2 separate regions of the Rattus norvegicus genome follow, and region 1 is linked to region 2. Evidence: chromatin contacts called from public Hi-C data. All regions are on one chromosome and are shown on one strand. Each heading gives the region's core, a stretch centred on a gene start, on an enhancer-like site or on the middle of the called end of the contact. The rest is flanking DNA. Distances are from core to core; before and after follow the strand shown. Region 1 holds the start of Nudt6 (nudix hydrolase 6). Region 2 has its middle 28 kb from the start of Il21.

What was found. A called contact is a pair of places that touch in the nucleus more often than the background predicts.
Region 1: a contact with region 2 is called in a Hi-C map of mammary epithelial cells, with 4 times the contacts expected there. The contact joins the promoter of Nudt6 here to the enhancer-like site in region 2. A contact is called at or near these places in 3 of 12 Hi-C or Micro-C datasets (Schwann cells, mammary epithelial cells and prefrontal cortex).

What each region holds. Positions count from the first base shown.
Region 1 is chr2:122,232,429-122,237,329 of GRCr8, reverse strand. Nudt6 (nudix hydrolase 6) reads left to right here and starts at 3,031. Exons shown (of 5, transcript NM_181363.3): 1 at 3,031-3,286. The coding sequence starts at 3,058. It overlaps Afg2a (AFG2 AAA ATPase homolog A), which reads right to left and starts at 2,447. Exons shown (of 16, transcript NM_001415082.1): 1 at 2,234-2,447. The coding sequence starts at 2,393.
Region 2 is chr2:122,024,813-122,029,437 of GRCr8, reverse strand. No RefSeq gene overlaps it. Among named protein-coding and RNA genes, the nearest start is that of Il21, 28 kb to the left of the region's middle. Within about 2 kb of position 2,752, at least 13 of the 93 cell types and tissues checked have an H3K27ac peak or open chromatin away from gene starts, as enhancers often do.

The sequences.
Region 1 (4,901 bases), core at 1,782-4,281, 210 kb before region 2:
AAATTATAATTGTACAATAACAGAATACTGAATTAGAAAATGCTATTCAAAGAAAGTGCTGCTAACATTCAGGTACGGAGGAAAATGAAGAAGTAACTAAATTGGAAGAGAATTTGTATTTCTCAACAGAAAAAAAGCATACAGAAATGCTGTGGACACAGGAGCATGATGAATCCTTCAAAGACTAAGAAGGTCGCTTAAGAAGGGCTAAAACCACCTATAGCAGTATACTGCATCAAGAAACTGGTCATAACCCTGACAGCAATGGAAGCCCACAGGGATTAGTAGTTGAACCATGACTAGATTTTTATTTTAAAAGAATAATCTAATTGTAAAGTAGAAAAAGAGTAAGAGAACAAAAGTGAAAACAGAGGCCATTGTAGTAGTTCAGGTTCAAGATGACATTGAGTTCTTGAGAAGCAGCAGGAATGTGGTAACAAGGAGCACAGAGATTGTCTGGATGATAGACCAGATCAGCAATGGAGCAGACACAGACGTGAGAATGGGTGGTGGTGCCTGACTCCGAGGTTTCTGAATTTTGTAAGGACTAAAGCTTGTATTACTGGAAGATGTAGACTTAGGAAGTTGATTCTAAAGTGACTGAGAAATTAAGGGGAAGACCTAATGGACAGCGCTACTCAAAATATAGTCTACAAACTACTTGTTACTAGTTCATAATAAAGTTACGTAGAAAAAAACACTTAGAAACTTTTACTGCAAGTAGATAAATGTTTGTATCTGTGAACCCAATAAATTTCATTATGCTGCTTTTTAAATTTTTTTGTAATTACACTATTGTATGCAAGTGTCAATCTGTACCTACTTAACAGTTTTAACTTTGCTACACAAAGTGTTTGAGAAATCCTGACATAAAACACAACTGAATCAAAGACTCAGAAATAGTATGCTGTACAAAAATAAAATCAAAATTAAAGAGAAATGGGAAACTTAGCTTTGGATATTCTTGCCTTAAAGAATATTTAGAGAAGAAAGAGGGTATCAGACTTAGAATTGAGAAACTTCAATATGTCAGAATCAGATGGAAAACAGTAAACTTACAGAGAAAATAACTGCCAATGAACATGAAGAAACATCAGAAAAATGTAATGGTAAATAAAATAAGTAGCAAGATATTTTGTGGAAGAAAAGATCAACAACGTCAAAGGCTACAGAGTCGAAAGGCAAGTAATGAAAACTATCCACTGGATCTGACAACACAGAGACTGTGACCATTACAAAGCAGTGCCCAAGAGACATGGCGTGGAAGTCACATACAAAGGGTATGTGACTGACAAATAGATAGACAGCACTCCACTTACTGAGTGGACAGTTAAAAGGTGTAGAGAGAGGGTGGTGGCAGGAAGACACTGTGGAACGTTTCCAGTGGTTTAAAACAGCTGACAGCTGACATGTGTAAATGACAGTGGGAAGTAACTACTTGAAAAGATGTTGGGTCTACAGAACAAAACAAGCTGTCCTGATTGCTAAGGCACATTAAAAACGCTATGCTAACGCTAAGACAGTCTTGAAAGTCTTACTGGACATAAAAACCATGTCCCTAGTTCGTCTGCTCCATTTTTCTGAACAACTACACATCAAACAAGCTAAAAGGTTTGCCAAGTAAATGACTTTTTAGATGTGAAGTCTGTCATCTAAGACAATGGCTCTGGAATCAAATAAATCTGAACTCAAAGATGGACTCTGCCATCTGTGTAACTTAGACAGTTTGGAACTCCGTTAGCTTTTTCTATTCTACGAACTGGGTACCATTATTTACTCATTTGTCACTATTTGTGCGAAAACTAGATGGGCCATGCGCATGACGGGATAACTCACTACCAGCACCAGTCAACAGCAATAACTAAACACGTTCCTGAAGCCACAACGCTGTCTGTTAGGCAGTACGGATTCACCATCAAAAATTAGCTTTTAAGCGCAAGCTATGTCCTACTAGGTAAGGACCGTTTTTGTAGTGCTGACTAGACACTAAGTCTTCAAAGGAGTCAAGGCCATCTCGAATGTGGTCATGCGTGGCGTACGCAAGGCCCCGGGCTCAATCTTCAGTACTCCCAAAGTAAGTAAGAAATAATAAATAGTAAAAGGAAAATTCTGAACATCGGGCAGCTCAGGCCTGGCAGCTAAGCAGTCCGCGGGCTCCGGTGTCACGCCCACCTCCGCACGCAGCCCTCCCCTCAGGCGCCTCAGCCAAAAGCGCTACCCGCGCTTTCCTCACCTTTCTCAAGAAAGTTGGTCACCACCAACATCCCCGGCGCCGCCACGTTCGGCTGAGCGAGAGGAGTCGAGGTCCCCGAGCGAGACGAAGCCGCAGAGAGCGAGGGCGAGGTCCCCTCCGCGCCCTCTTTCTGTCGCTTTCTGTTCTTCTTGGAAGACATGACCGCAGGCTGTCGGAGAAAAGCAGCCCAAAGCCGGCTCAACGTGCGCGGCACGGGGATAAAACTTCCGGGTCAGAGGTCAGCGGCTCGGCGCACCGCCGTAATGCCCCACGTACAGCGCAGCCGGCGAGGCTGAGGTGATTAGCGAGGGTCTCGCAAAACACCGTTGCGTAAAGAAAGACCGCCTAGGCATAGGAACCGCCGTTTACGTTATGAGCCCTTGGAAAGTGAACTTCGGCTGTTCCGCTGCTTTGCCTACTCTCGAAGCAAATATGGGTCGGATTAAAGTAACAACAGCAACAAAAAAAAAAAAAAGTCGAAAAGTTTCTCCTCTCTGTCCCAGACCCGTGGAGGTCAGTCAGCTCCACTAAACTGTCAAATGGAAATTCCAGCTCAAACTTAGTGAATGGCGACACTCTTCGAGAGTTTACGGTCAGCCCTCCTCCCAGCGAAAAGGGGCGGAGCGAGCTCCGGAAGACCCCTGAGGTTGTTCGCGACGAGATAGGGCGGGGCGATCGCCGGAAAGAGGTGAGGTTGCACGGGGTCCCGAGAGTGGGGCGGGAAGGGGCGGGGCGGGGTGAGACAAGGCCACGTCAGACGATGTGGGCGGGGCGGGAATGTGCGAACTGGGAGGAGTCGAGCGTCTGAAAGGCAAGGTGCAACAATGTGGTGGGCGAGCAGAGCGCGATGGTTGTTCTCGGCTTTGCTCGACGTGGGCGGAGTCGGACTCCGGGCTAGGCGGCGCACTGCCTCGAGCGGCCTGGAGATCACGGGCTCCTGCGGGGGCGAGCTACAAGGCGAGCTGGACAGATTTGGGGGCATCTCGGTGCACTTGTCGCGGCACCGCACCCTGCACCGGCTGGATGCCGCCGCCTTCCGGAGGCTCTTGCAGGGCAAGTGCGGTCTCGGGCCCCGGAAACCAGGGCGGAGCGTGTGGGCTCTGAGGTGAAAGCTGAAATGACACACAGCGGTCCTCTAGCTGTGACCTGGAAGTGCCCTCAGCCATGTCCGGGTCCAAATCCTGGATATTCACCCTGGATATTTGCCCTTGAGATTGACGCGGGGTTCGCAGCGCCTAGCACGGTGTCAGCCACTCGTTTAACTCTTAGTAAACACTGACAATCTCACTGTGTCCTACCTTGCAGCCTTAGTTTTGCTGGTGCTTAGATTCTGCCATACGCTTTGCCAGGCAAAACTGTCTCCTAATCCGGACGGGTAGGAAGGCAAGTCAAGAACAGTGCTTGTTTCTACCCGCAGATCTTTGCAGTTTTCATTAGCAACATATCTCTGGCTTTGAACGGTGAGCCCAGTTATCTGAAAGGAAACTTGAGTGAAGGAGCCCTCACTTTGGGATAAGTGTCTGATTTGTTTAGAGCAGTCTGTTTTTCAAACTGAAGGCGTAGCATGGAAATTTAGTAATGGAAAAGAACCAGGAATCCACAAATGATCTTTATTCTGTGAATAAATATGGCAAGTTAGCTTCTCTAATGCTGTTTGTGCTTCAAACCAATCTACTTCACATCACCTCTCCTGCTTATAAGACTTCAACAACATCGCCAGTAGGAGACTCGAATCTATTCATCCTCTGACATGTACACGCATATGGATGAGCACAGGTATTTGTTGAACATAGGGTTTCCCAGTGGCCGATGATAATCTGAGCACCAATCCAGAAAGTATATTGGGTCTAGAAGCATGTCCAGGGTTCAAGTCCAAGACTGGCACGACTCTATTAGGCATTCATTAATCAAATGACAACTGGAAAGACTTCTTAGGTGAATAATGCTAGCCAGCTCTAGATACTGGATAACTGTGATCAAAGACACCCTGAATGAAACCTCTTTCATAAAACATTTCACTGTTGTTATCAAGTACTACACATTGTTTTAAGAATCTAACAAGTAGGAATGTATTTCATCCTACTAACTGGAAAGTACGTGTTCATCCCTGTTGAAAGGTGATGGTGCCCAGGGCCACAGACAATGGATACCTTCCTCTGGCTCTGCTCTGTGCTTTCTTCACACTGCTCTAGGAGCTTCCAATAGTTCTGTTGTGGTGGAATCAAACCAAACTAGTTGGCAGTCCCTGGAAAGAGGAGCTAATCTGAGAAGAAAGCCTAATTTAGATGTCTGTCTCTCCAAGGAGATTAAATGTTTGCAATGAGTTAGTAGTGGCTGTTAAAGCACATTTGCACATGAAGGTCACTATTTCTTTACTACTGTTTTGTTACACAACTCAGATATTAGGCTTAGAGTACACTTAGCCCTACATAGAATGCTTTCTTGGCCGAGGGGGTCTCAATATAGGTAAATGTTATAGATAGCTCAAGCTGGCTACAAACCCATGACCCTCCTGCCTTGCTTCCAGGATTACAGAGAGAATTACCATGCCTGGAGTCACATAATTTGCTGTGCTTAGTGAAATAGCCCTGCTTCTGGTGGGAGATTGACAAATTCAATAGGAATAGAAAGCTAGTTAGTAGATGCCATCTGGTGATGCGTGGTATGC
Region 2 (4,625 bases), core at 1,503-4,002:
CTGTCAGTCGACTGGATAGTAAAATATGTTTTCAGAAGCTTTTGAGAATAGTATAAAGCCTTCGTGAACACACCTGTTCAATGTCCACGTCCATACTACACACTTTTCCCTTCACAGTGGTCTCTCTGACCGCTGGCCACTCTTGTCCCTTGTCTCTGTAATTATCTCTGATTGCCCTCTGTTCTATACCCCACTTTATGTCTCATATGAACTCATTCAACAGAGAAAACAAGGTCATGGAGCTGAGAGGAGTCCCCAGTGAGATCTCATAACAATACAAGCTACACACACACTCGATCGGCCTTTGCCTTTCGTGTTCACCCAGCATACACTTACATTTTCTCCCTCTCCATTTTTAATCCAAGATTCCCAGTCGCTCCCAATGCCAAGGCTTGCCAGTTGTGGAAGTCACCCTACAGAAGTGCTGACCCACAGTGCAGGAGCCTGGGGTGGCAGGAAGGTGGGGTATGGGGGTGGGGATCCCAAGTGTCATTTAGGTCTCCCTGCAATGGGCATCAGGTCTCAGTTGCACACATGAGCCTGTGGGGTAGAACAAAACATGCTTTGTTTTTTCTTTCTGTGAGTCTTTTAATTGGAAGATATGCAGTTATGTGTTTCTTGAGACTAAAAAAAAAAGAGACATTTCTGTGTTGAACACACAGATTTAAAAATGGCATACGCTTTCAGGATCGTTAAACTGCAAGATTTTTTCTTTGATGTGGCATTGGCTTCATTTCATACAAGGAGCAGAAAGAGATGGATTACCCAAACCCAAGATGATGCGCTCTGCATTCTGCCTTCGTTCATGAAATCCATCTTGGCCCCTTACTGTCTGTCATTTTGTTTTTCTGTCAGTCCTTCCGATCTTCATATTCCTGCCATCTTCCCCTTTTCTCTCCAGACAGACCCATCTGTATTCTGGAAAAGGCTTGGCTCAAGCACAGATGAGTCTCCAGTTGTATACCTGGGGCTGTTAAGTGGATTTCTCTGCATCCATGTGAACAAGCAGAGCTACTTATAAACTACAAGTGACCTTAGCATTAAGCACAAAGGCTGCTTCGGGATAGTGACTGGGCAGTTGTTACAGCCCCACTGCCCACTGCACCAGGTGAGACAGACACCACCTGACTTCCCTCCGAATGAGGCTTTAGACACACACATCAAAGTTCCCAAACCGTGTCCTCTAAGAACCTAGTTGGACATGTGATCAAGAGCATGATGCATATCACCCAAACCTTGATTCAGGAGTCTGCCCGACTTCCCCTCCCTGGGCCTCATTGCCGTTGGAGGCCAGCCAGCAGGTGAACACTGACTATCTGTGAGACATCTCTAGTGGCTCAGAGGCCCCTCGAATTGAGAGAACTTGCCAAAATGTGATTTCACTGTTGTAAATTCTGCCCCATTGTAGCCTGACTCTTTCCCTCCCACGAAGCATTTCAGAAGCATCAAGGCTGATAAAGTCTTTCTTTGCCCACATGAAAGGACTCTGTTCTCTGAGGAGAAATCTCAAGCTTGCTGAAGAGCAGTTGTCTGGGGAGACGACCACACCTTGTGTGTTTGGGCCACCAGTCCCAGAGCTGCCTTTCTTCCTAACTCTGTTTGAGCAAGAACACATTCTGGGTCACCTCCAGAACCCCAAGATGTCACTTTATAAATCACAACAGGACCCTTAGGTTTCTAGAGCAAAGTGTAAGGTAGAGGGCTGTGGGGTTCTGCTGGGGTCCCCAGAAACCACAGTCTGCTTACAGAGCAAAGCCTGGGTATATCTGAGCACCCCAGGCTCCTTAGTCCTCATCTCAGAGCAGGAAAGTGTTGACTAAGAATGTGTTTGGAGAGGTGTGGGACCTGCCCACTGACACAACCTGCTCCAAACCATACACCTTTCAGTCAGCCTTCAAACATGGGTATATTTGTAGTATCTGGTTTATTTTCAGGCTAGTAGTTTTAGTAAAATTTTATTAAGAAGGAATACAACATCCAAAAGCTAGTTTGCACTCAATAGTTAACCTTTCTAGCACTGATACCTTCCTAGTTTTTGAAGAATATTAGTGCATTTGCACAAGACATTATTTTTCACTCCAGAAACCAGACACACTGAAGTATTTGCACCCTCCAGGAGAGGTCTCCCCTGACAGTGTGAGCTACTAATACAGGAACTTGCTCCTAGAGAGAACCCAGGACACACGCTATGCTCTCCAACCTTGTGTTTATGAGTCCAGAGTTACTGCGAAAAACTGCTTGGAATACTATGTCCAAACCAGACGGAAATAACGCAATTCCCTGTCTTTGTAGATTTCTCTTAGCAGAGGAGGAAACTTGAAAGAAGTGTCCCAATGTCCCTTGCCAGCTTCCATTCCCTCTTCAGAATTATTTCTGGTCTTCTTTTGTTCTTTCAAATGTCCCTTTGGATGTGACGCTCACTGAGGCGTTCTGTGTCTCACAGGAGACTGGTGTGCATCGCTAACAACGACAGGGCCTCCTTTGGGCGTGTCCAGGGCTGCTTCCTTCCTGCGGGCTCCTGAGGCCCGTTGCTAACATTGTGGACGGTGTCATCTATCTTAGGATATGCTGCTCAGAACTGATGAGGAATGCAAGGGTCAAGATGGAGCAGCAGCAGTTGCCGCCTCTCACAGGGCCACAAAGCAAAGAACAGGAAGCTCTGCAAGGGCAGGATTCCCCATGAGCTCCTTGAAAGCTGGCAGCTGCTCTTGGGAACCTGACCTCCCTTCATCCCTGTGTCTCCTTTACTTCCTCTTTCTACCGAAGCACTAACGGCACTTTACCACAGGGGGGCAGTGAAGGGGAAGAAACCAGTCATCAGGCTTGGCAGGAAGGAACTCAGGAAAATGTGCTTCACAAGCTTGTTTTTTTTTTTTTTTTTTTTTTTTTTTTTTTGTTGGGTATAAAGGTATACGCTAGCTTATTTTTCTTTATTAACTTGAGTATTTCTTATTTACATTTCAATTGTTATTACCTTTCCCGGTTTCTGGGCAAACATCCCCCTAATCCCTCCCCCTCCCCTTCTTTATGGGTGTTCCCCTCCCCATCCTCCCCCCATTGCCGCCCTCCCCCCACCAGTCTAGTTCACTGGGGGTTCAGTCTTAGCAGGACCCAGGGCTTCCCCTTCCACTGGTGCTCTTACTAGGATATTCATTGCTACCTATGAGGTCAGAGTCCAGGGTCAGTCCATGTATAGTCCTTGGGTAGTGGCTTAGTCCCTGGAAGCTCTGGTTGCTTGGCATTGTTGTACATATGGGGTCTCGAGCTCCTTCAAGCTCTTCCAGTTCTTTCTCTGATTCCTTCAACGGGGGTCCTATTATCAGTTCAGTGGTTTGCTGCTGGCATTCGCCTCTGTATTTGCTGTATTCTGGCTGTGTCTCTCAGGAGAGATCTACATCTGGCTCCTGTCGGCCTGCACTTCTTTGCTTTATCCATCTTGTCTAATTGGGTGGCTGTATATGTATGGGCCACATGTGGGGCAGGCTCTGAATGGGTGTTCCTTCTGTCTCTGTTTTAATCTTTGCCTCTCTATTCCCTGCCAAGGGTATTCTTGTTCCCCTTTTAAAGAAGGAGTGAAGCATTCACATTTTGATCATCCGTCTTGAGTTTCATGTGTTCTATGCATCTAGGGTAATTCAAGCATTTGGGCAAATAGCCATTTATCAATGAGTGCATACCATGTATGTCTTTCTGTGATTGGGTTAGCTCACTCAGGATGATATTTTCCAGTTCCAACCATTTGTCTGTGAATTTCATAAAGGCATTGTTTTTGATAGCTGAGTAATATTCCATTGTGTAGATGTACCACATTTTCTGTATCCATTCCTCTGTTGAAGGGCATCTGGGTTCTTTCCAGCTTCTGGCTATTATAAATAAGGCTGCTATGAACATAGTGGAGCATGTGTCTTTTTTATATGTTGGGGAAGCTTGTTAATTTTTGTCCTCTGTTCTTCCCTCCTTGTCTCCCTTCCTACCTCTCTCCTGACAGATAAATCTATATCCATACCAGGGCTTCCATGAAGTCTTCAGTTCCATAACAGGGTCCTGCGACATGTCTTCTGAAATGTCTTGTGCTTGATTAAGGCCCCTTTTGGATACAAGACACAAACCACTTACGATTATGCAGTGTTTCTTAGAATGAACTGTTTCAGGCAGTATTATAAGGAGATACAGAGTAAGGAGACCTCTGGACATTAAAGGAAGCCATTCTCTGTATAAATATACATCTATTGACTAAGTCCCCCAGTTAGTGGGAGTGAGACCCTCTAAGTTGGCACAGCTGGGTGTTTCCTGAAGGCTTTGTTTGGCTGTGGGATGTAGAGGTAACATTCTGATCCCTAATGATGCTAGCAAAGAGAGTATGTTATGACCGCTGCTCAGCTCCAGAAGCAAATTGTCATTATTATTTAGCCCTTCCCAAACTCTATGGCTTTTTATAGAAAACAGATAAAATCAGGTTTGCAAGGCTGTCTTTAGATAAGAACAAAAAACCAGTAGCAATAAGAACCTGGTTTTTGTTCTATAGAAAGAACCTGGATATAATGACCTGGATCTCACCAGGGAGGAATCCCCAGAAAAGCAACAGGAAATATTCAAAAAACACAGCAGGGCTGCTTTGGTGCCCT